Regions from separate parts of the Mus musculus genome. Here all the other regions are linked to region 1. The links are chromatin contacts, called in public ChIA-PET and Micro-C maps. All regions are on one chromosome and are shown on one strand. The core of a region is the stretch at or near the end of the contact, and the rest is flanking DNA. Distances in the headings are between cores, read along the strand shown. Region 1 overlaps Nfe2l2 (nuclear factor, erythroid derived 2, like 2). Region 2 has its middle 18 kb from the start of Ttc30a2. Region 3 holds the start of Ttc30a1 (tetratricopeptide repeat domain 30A1).

What was found. Hi-C and Micro-C count contacts between places; a contact is called where the count stands out from the background. ChIA-PET counts read pairs in DNA pulled down with a chosen protein or histone mark.
Region 2: a contact with region 1 is called in a Micro-C map of embryonic stem cells, with 5 times the contacts expected there. The contact joins two enhancer-like sites. A contact is called at or near these places in 8 of 39 promoter capture datasets (the 3T3-L1 cell line, cranial neural crest, embryonic stem cells and 4 more), 28 of 484 Hi-C or Micro-C datasets (Sertoli cells, Th1 cells, brown adipocytes and 8 more), 12 of 115 datasets of contacts at active chromatin or transcription factors (bone marrow-derived macrophages, embryonic stem cells and epiblast stem cells) and 2 of 9 other capture datasets (embryonic stem cells and liver).
Region 3: a contact with region 1 is called in an RNA polymerase II ChIA-PET map of effector CD8 T cells, with 16 read pairs. The contact joins the promoter of Ttc30a1 here to the enhancer-like site in region 1. A contact is called at or near these places in 4 of 39 promoter capture datasets (cranial neural crest, neural stem cells, pre-B cells and 1 more), 3 of 484 Hi-C or Micro-C datasets (cortical neurons and embryonic stem cells), 6 of 115 datasets of contacts at active chromatin or transcription factors (bone marrow-derived macrophages, effector CD8 T cells and embryonic stem cells) and 3 of 9 other capture datasets (adipose tissue, embryonic stem cells and liver).

What each region holds. Positions count from the first base shown.
Region 1 is chr2:75,682,256-75,685,024 of GRCm38.p6, reverse strand. All of the region lies in intron 1 of Nfe2l2 (nuclear factor, erythroid derived 2, like 2), which reads left to right. Among named protein-coding and RNA genes, the nearest start is that of Nfe2l2, 21 kb to the left of the region's middle. Within about 2 kb of position 1,519, at least 238 of the 459 cell types and tissues checked have an H3K27ac peak or open chromatin away from gene starts, as enhancers often do. A contact at or near this core is called in adipose tissue, bone marrow-derived macrophages, effector CD8 T cells and 4 more, where this site is marked.
Region 2 is chr2:75,958,739-75,961,554 of GRCm38.p6, reverse strand. No RefSeq gene overlaps it. Among named protein-coding and RNA genes, the nearest start is that of Ttc30a2, 18 kb to the left of the region's middle. Within about 2 kb of position 1,509, at least 111 of the 459 cell types and tissues checked have an H3K27ac peak or open chromatin away from gene starts, as enhancers often do. A contact at or near this core is called in bone marrow-derived macrophages and embryonic stem cells, where this site is marked.
Region 3 is chr2:75,980,683-75,983,382 of GRCm38.p6, reverse strand. Ttc30a1 (tetratricopeptide repeat domain 30A1) reads left to right here and starts at 1,416. Exons shown (of 1, transcript NM_030188.3): 1 at 1,416-2,700. The coding sequence starts at 1,646.

The sequences.
Region 1 (2,769 bases), core at 270-2,769:
TATTGTCTACCATGTAATGCAGTGTGGGACAGGAACCTTCGAGAAGTAAATGGGCAAATATTTAGAAATGCAACAGTCATAAGTAAGATAGATTTAAAAGACACATCTGCCTGGAGTCATTTATTACTACAAGTAATACTGCAGGTATTAATAAATAAAGTGTTTATTTATTAGGCAGTAAGACCACAGAGTAGGGCTTTGTAAATGAAGGTTAATTATGCAGCTGGTTATTCAACTGTTAAGGTTTGGGCATTCCTTCAGTGCACTCACAGACGCTGCCAGCCCTCCCCTGGGTGACTTTCAGACTGTAGAACATGAGTCTTGTTTTCTATCTGGTTTTATTCAAAAATACTTAGGCATTGTCTGTTGACAGGGGAGCTAAACCAGGTTTACTTTCTAGGTGAATAATATATATTCAGCTGGGCATCATAGGAGATATAGGATGGGCACTGTAGCCAAGTGTTCTTCACTCTCGATGTTCTAGTAACGAATGTGTGCATGAAGAAGAGAATGCCGAGAAGCAAAGGGTAAACTAAGGTGGGTATTTGGGGTGTGCGTACACCTTATGCAACCCCAGCATTTGGGAGCTTGAGTGAGGAGGAGGAGGATGCATCTGAGGTCAGCCTGACCTCCATAGTGAGATCCCTAATAAAAGGGGGTGGGGGGAGAACAAGCTTTCCTATAGAGTTAGGAGTAAAGACCCATTTTATTCTGTGCTAAATGACAAGTACAGTTTCTTATTGTTAGCGGCTTGTTGAGCTACTGTTTTTGTGGTAGTTGAAAGATGGCATAGTGGGTAAAGGTGCCTGCTCCCAACCTGATGATGGCCTTAGTGCCTGAGACACACATGGTAGAGGGAGAGAAACAGCTCCTGCAGGCTGCCCTCTGACCTCTATTTATACTCTGTGGCACATGTGTCTGGTTCCCACCCCTCCTGCTACCACCCCAATAAAAAGTAATAAAAATCCGTACTTTAAGATACAATTTTGCCGGGCGTGGTGGCGCACGCCTTTAATCCCAGCACTCGGGAGTCAGAGGCAGGTGGATTTCTGAGTTCGAGGCCAGCCTGGTCTACAAAGTGAGGTCCAGGACAGCCAGGTCTATACAGAGAAACCCTGTCTCGAAAAAAAACCAAAAAAAAAAAAAAAAAAAAAAAGATACAATTTTTAATTTCAATAATATGCCAAGGTCTCAGTTTACTGAAGAACTTTATTGTAGGGTGGGAATCATTTTAAAATCTTTTGCTAAATGTTTGTTCAAAGACTGGCTTGAAATATAATATGGCTTCAGTGTTCAAGGTCTCTGTTTATCCTTGTGCAGAGATGTTTATTTCAAAATGCCCTGACTTTGTTGTCAAACTGTACCCTTCCACGAGGCCTGTGATGGATTACCCAGACAGCAAATAATTATTACACATTTTGAATCTAACTTTTTGTTGGAGCAGATGGTGGTAGAACATGAATTGTCCAACATTCTGCTTCCTTCTGTCTCTTGCGTAAGCTAAGTTTGTAGTGGAACTTGGAGCACACTCAGGAATCCGTAAGTGGCAGGCAGCATTTGCCCCGTACACCACGAGGCTCACCCTGGCACTTAGGTTACCTACCCTTGGGCAGCTTTTTCCAGTCTAAGAAAATATCTGTTGGAGTGCTGTGCTAGCTGTTGTCTGCTTTCGGGTCGTCGTCCCCCCGTCCCCCAGACTGTTTATGTGGCCTTCCCTCCTGGGAGACCCACACGGTCAGGGTCGGACAGCTAGCTGCTTTTCAGAACTTTGGCAAGAGCAGTGTTAGTCCTCCTTAGATGCTTCTCTTCCCCGCTGTCTGCTGTCTTGTTCTTGCTTGTTAGGGGCTCCACCCTAGCATTTCCTCTGAGATGCTGTTCAGGTTTCACAAAGCAGTGGTTCGGGGATAGGTCTTTGTGGTGTAAGTCATGCGCCAGTCACGGGGTTCCTTACAGGAAATGCTGAGTGCTTTGTTCATTGCAGAAAATAGCACTTGTGCTGTGGGCCTCCCAGGCAGTGCTTTGGGTTAACAGACTTGTGTACAGTATTTCTTCCCAGGGTAATGCTTTGACTGTTTCATACAGTCTCATCCAGTCTCTGAAGCTAGGTCATTGTGACACACACTTGTAATCCAAGCTTTGGAAAGCTGGGGCAGGAGGATTGCTGTGAGCTCGAATCCATCTTGGGCTTCAGTATGAAATTTTGTCTTAAGAGGTGGGAAAAGGGGGGCTGGAGAGATGGCTCAGAGGTTAAGAGCACTGGCTGCTCTTCCAGAGGTCCTGAGTTCAATTCCCAGCAACATGGTGGCTCACAACCATCTACAATGGGATCTGATGCCTTCTTCTGGTGTGTCTGAAGACAACTACAGTGTACTCATACATGACATGAATTTTTAAAAAAACAAAAAAAAAAAAGAGGGAAAAAAGGGGGCTGGAGAGGTGGCTTAGCAGTTAAGAGCACTGCCTGCTCTTCCAGAGGTCCTGTGTTCAATTCCCAGCAACCACAAGGTGGTTCACAACCATCTGTAACGGGGTCTGATGCCACCTTCTGGTGTGTCTGAAGAGAACAATGGTGTACTCATATACATAAAGTAAATTTAAAAATCTTTAAAAAAAAAAAAAAAAGGCGGGGGAGAGGTGGGGGAAGCAAGTGCAAGGCCCTGGGTTTGGTCATCACCTCTGAAGAAAAAATTACAAAAGATAAAGTGTGCCATGCTCTTGGGCTGGCAAGATGGCTCAGTAAGAGCACTGACTGCTCTTCTGAAGTTCCTA
Region 2 (2,816 bases), core at 260-2,759, 280 kb before region 1:
ATCCATGCTCTGAAACACCTCAGCATGGCTAAACGTCACCCGGGCTGTTTGTTTGTTTGCTCCCGTTCTAAATCCTGACACGGGATAATTTAAATCATTTTTAAAGTCTCTTGCTTGTTTTTATAACCCAAGAATGTCTTCTCAAGGACATAGGCGTGACAGCTTGAAACACAATCATCAAAGGAGAGACCATCCTTCTTACATCTGAACCCCGTACCCTATTCTGTGGTGTGGGGAGGGGAGCCCAACTTTCCTGGCATCAAAATAGTGGGACTACCATCTGTTGAGAAGACATGAGAAGGTGGCTTCCTTTGGCTGAAGCCACTTAACAAACAGACGGCTCAATCTCCTTCTCACCCCACTGCTTAAAAATCCTATCCCCGCTTCAGCAGAGTTGAATCCAGACTGAGTTCTGGCCTCTCACCAACTGCAACAGCCTTGAAAAAAATCCTCACGCCTACTTAACTTTGCCTGGTACAAGTCTTGTGCTGGCATCAATTGATGTAAAGACACTAAAGCCAAAATGTGTAGCGTTCCTCGCCCCCTGATTGCTTTAGGAAGGGTCATGGCAGCTAAGAGCTGCAGAGTCTACCATGCCTTCTTCCATCTCAGAGGCTTGAACAAGCTTGGGTTCACACTCCGTTTGTTCACCGGTCAGGGGGGAATCTCAGTACATGTCCCTGTGGAGTTTTTCAGTAAGTCTGGTGACACATGAGAGCAAGCCCAGAGATTTCCAGGTCAAGGGCCTGTTTCTCTGCAGTGTGCTTTGGTGACAGCCTTGGAGAACAAAGGGACAGTGAATCATTTCCTCTGTGCGAAGGTCATCTCTGCTGATCTTTGCAGTGCGGTGCTGACTTGAGAACCCAGCAGCTCTGAAGTCCCTTGCACTTAGGATCCTGCACCCAGCATGCCCCGCGCCTCTTGACTCCTTGCTAGCTCCTTCCAACTTTCTTCCTTCCCCTGCTGTCTTAAAAGGAAAGACCCAGGGCAGAGCCTCTGATGCTTACACAAAAGAAAAACAAATGGAGTCACACAATAACTTTAGCTGCGATCACTTCCTGGACCTCCAAGTTCCCAAAAGGGGGCGGTAGGGGGAGGGTGGTGGAGCGCATATCCATGGGCAGCTCCAGGTCAGATGTGAGGAGACAATGGCCAAAGTGACACACCCAGTTCGTGGCATCCTTGTCTGGGACTCCCTTTCTCCATCTTTGGATAGCCAATCGCTGTGTCTGCGCCTTGCTGCTCTCCAGGGCCGTTAGAAGGCTCAAATGAAATAACGTCTGTAAAGTGCTTAGTAAACTGTAAAATGCTTTACAAATGTAAGGGATTATTACAAACCACAATACAGCGGTGCTTTATGGTTTTATAAAACTACTGGCTGGAACTGCAGGAAGGGGAATCCCTCTGGTGATTTTGATTTTGGAAACAGGAGGGCTTGGGCCAGCCTGCTTGCCAGGCGTCAGACTCCTGGCAGCAGCTGTTTATCCCATCTCACTCAGCTCCGCACATATGGCCGCTGCGGGCCTCCTGCAGAGCCGACAATCTGCACCACTGAGTCTGAGCTCGGCCAGCGCAATCTCCACTCCACCCTGGCGCTGTCTGGCTTGCCAAGTCTAACACCTAGGAAACAGAGACCTTATCGCCTTGTACTTTACCACCAAAGCGTTTGAGTTGGGTTTTTGTTGTTCTTTTAGATGAGAATTTCCCTTCTTTAGCGACTGGAACAACTCAGATTCTCACCATAAAAAGCCTTCCTTTGAGCGGACTGAAAACCCCAGATGTTGCTCCCTTTTTTTTTTTTTTTTTAAGCTTTACTGTGATCACAAAGGCAGTGGTATAAACGTCTGCCCCGGGCCTGGGCTTGCACCAGCTGAGAAGGATTAAGACACTGATACATTCTTTTCTCTTTGGACTTCACACAGCAAGGTCGCATTAACCCATGCTGGCTGGCGGCAGAGTTGGCACCTGTGGATTCTCCTTGGCGCTGCAGCCAAGCCCTTGATGGACGCTTACGAACACTAAAGTGCAGCGGCCTTGCTGTTGATAACCGCTCGCTTCTCCCTGAGGTGTTCTGAAATTGTTTTTGCGTCTAAGCACTACTCCTGGGCTTGTAAATGTCACGAGGAATTATGAACATTTGCGGAAAAGTAACCGTTTGACTAATTTCCTGTTCCACAAAGCAAACACACCACCCTATGTATTTAGGATCTGCTGTTGGCACGCCAGGTTGTGGCAAGTTTCAAGGTTATAGGATCATAAATGGGATTAGATAAGCCAGACAGGGTGGCTCAGACTCTAGCAATTTTAAAGTATGAAAATTCCGCAGAAAAAAATAGGCAAACAATCTTGAAGGGAAAGTAAACTATAATAGCCCTACAAGATGGGGGGGGGGGGGGGAGACCACTGCTGTGGTGTGGCTGGGGACTCAGTAGTCCCGGGGTGGGGGGTGCATTTCTAGAATACATGCTAGAATGGATAAATATTTTAGAATACAAGACAGAAACGGGTCATAATTTTAAGAACAGAAGGAGTTTTCTATTTGATTCAAGTGTGGCCTGACACATTTTTCAAAAGCAAAAGATGAAGGAAATTACGAAGAAGAGTAGAATTGATGGCAGGAATCTGGAATTCCAGAGAGCAGAATGCATTGCGCCACATGGATGCCTTTGCATTTTAAATTATCTATTTCCTTTTAATTGACCAGATTAATTATTCCCACCTTGCCACTTGGCAGGTAGGGTCGCTGCTCCTTCACCACATTAATGAACCTATTCACGTTGCCTCTTTGTAATTAAGACTGTGAGTTACAGGTCACA
Region 3 (2,700 bases), core at 167-2,666, 300 kb before region 1:
GCAGAAATGCCCCTTGTGTGATGACATCCAAGAAGTCACATGGCTGCAAATTCTCCACATGAGGGAAGGCTGAACGCACATAAAATCGGCTGTTATATGATAGGATTATACGATAGGAGCAAATGTATACCTGCTTCAGCCTTTTCCTTGTGATACCAGGAACTAGGGGATACCCAACCCCACTAGTCATTGTATATCTGTTTGAAAGTGCAATTGAGTCATGGAAGTCAGAAGCCTACTGCCCACACCAATTTACTTGATTGTTTCTATAGAAAAAAAAAAAAGGGACACAGCAATCTTTCCTCATACACACTTGGTGCCCTCATTTGGCAGGCCTTTACAGTTTCTTGGAGACATGAAGATAGAATGATTTGCCATTCACCGTTTCTCATGGAACCTAGTTCTTGGTTGTCATGGTTCAGCCTCTGTAGTGTTTGAATGAGAATGTCCCTCGTAGGTTCAGATGTTTGAACACTTAGTCCCCAGCTGGTGGCACTGTTGGGGAAGATGTGGCATTGTTGGAAAAGATATGTCACTGAGATTTTAAAAAGTTTCCGCCATCTCACCATCACACTATCTACCTCCATCTTGGAGGTGACAGAGAGCTGCTTCTGCTGAGAATCTGGGTCAGGAACTCAACTATGACTCTTTCAGAAGGTCTGCTTTAGTCGATTCTGGAGAAAGCCTGATTTGATGCTATTGTCTATCTGCTCCTTGGCTTGTGTGATTTTACTTAGCACAGTTACCCAACTAGACACTCTGATCTGCCTAGGACTCTCATTGGGAATCCTAGCTAACCTCTTCAATGGCTGCCCTAGTTGATTTCAACTAATATTTGTAAGCCTTCAATTTGATTATATTGAATTATCGATCTGATGTTTCTATCAGCTATTTCCTACTATTTTACCTTTGCTTACTATATTCTTAATAAACGGACGTTCAAAACCCAAAAACAAACAAACAAACAAAATGCCCGCCATTTGTAGATCATTTTCTACTTGGTGCAGAATGCTTGGTCACTGTACTATTCTATTAAGAAGTACACACTTAGTTCGGCACTAACGGATAATTCAGCAGATTTCAAAATATACAATAGGGAAAAAAAGTACAAGCCTCAAAAAACCTCCAGGGACCCCAGGCCCTAATCAGGTTACTGCTCTTCCACAGAGAGGTCACACTATCTAGCTAGAAAACAAGCAACGCTCACTCGTTCTAACGAGTAAAGGGAGTCTAAAACTCCTACTAACGGCCTAAAAGTCTTATGACCTTTTCCTATCTGAATTGAATACACAAACAATACGCCAAGTCCCCAGATTTCAGTACTCGTGAAATAAGACTACAACTCCCAGAATGCAAAGTGGATACGTCCCATTGGGGAAGTAACAATGTTGCATGCCGGGAGAAACCGGGAGTATAATGTCTGGACTACTTGCAACAAGTTTCTGTCCCTTCTCCGACTTCTGTCCCAACCCAGTTTGTAATCTTATAAGACAAAACAAAAAAATTCAGGGATTATGTCAACGGTTCCTAGTCATGCGGAACAGATCCTTTCTACCTCAGACCTAACCGCCACCCGCTGGATGAACTTCCGTTTCCGGTTACCTAGTTTCCTTGGAAACTAGCACGCGCTACAATTTTGGCGGCTATGGCGTGGCAAAGCAGCTCTAAAGTTCCCGACGGTGAGTTCACAGCGGTGGTGTACAGGCTCATCCGCGACTCCCGCTACTCAGAGGCGGTGCAGCTGCTAAGCGCAGAGCTGCAGAGAAGCTCCCGCAGCCGCGCAGGGCTGTCGCTGCTGGCCTACTGCTACTACCGCCTGCAGGAGTTCGAGCTCGCTGCAGAGTGCTATGAGCAGCTGAGCCAGATGCACCCGGAACTCGAGCAGTACCGCCTGTACCAGGCCCAGGCGCTGTACAAGGCCTGCCTGTATCCAGAAGCCACCAGGGTCACCTTCCTCCTGGACAACCCCGCCTATCAGACTCGAGTCCTTCGTCTCCAGGCTGCTATCAAGTACAGTGAAGGTGACCTCCCAGGAGCCAGGAGCCTGGTGGAGCAGCTGCTGAGTGGGGAAGCTGGAGAAGACAGTGGAGGGGAGAATGACCCAGATGGTTTGGTCAACATGGGTTGTCTGCTCTACAAGGAGGGACACTATGAAGCTGCCTGCTCCAAGTTCTTAGCGGCCCTGCAGGCTTCTGGCTACCAGCCTGACCTTTCCTACAACTTGGCATTGGCCTATTACAGCAGTCGGCAGTACGCGCCTGCTCTGAAGCATATCGCTGACATCATTGAGCGTGGCATCCGTCAACACCCAGAACTCGGTGTGGGCATGACCACGGAGGGCATTGATGTTCGCAGTGTTGGCAACACTGTAGTCCTTCACCAGACTGCTCTGATTGAAGCTTTCAACCTCAAGGCAGCCATAGAGTATCAGCTGAGAAACTTTGAGGTAGCCCAAGAAACTCTCACTGACATGCCTCCTAGAGCAGAGGAAGAGCTGGACCCCGTAACCCTCCACAACCAGGCTCTGATGAACATGGATGCCAAGCCCACAGAGGGCTTTGAAAAGCTCCAGTTTCTGCTCCAGCAGAACCCCTTTCCCCCAGAGACCTTTGGCAACCTGCTGCTGCTCTACTGTAAATATGAGTATTTTGACCTGGCAGCTGATGTCCTGGCAGAAAATGCCCACTTAACTTACAAGTT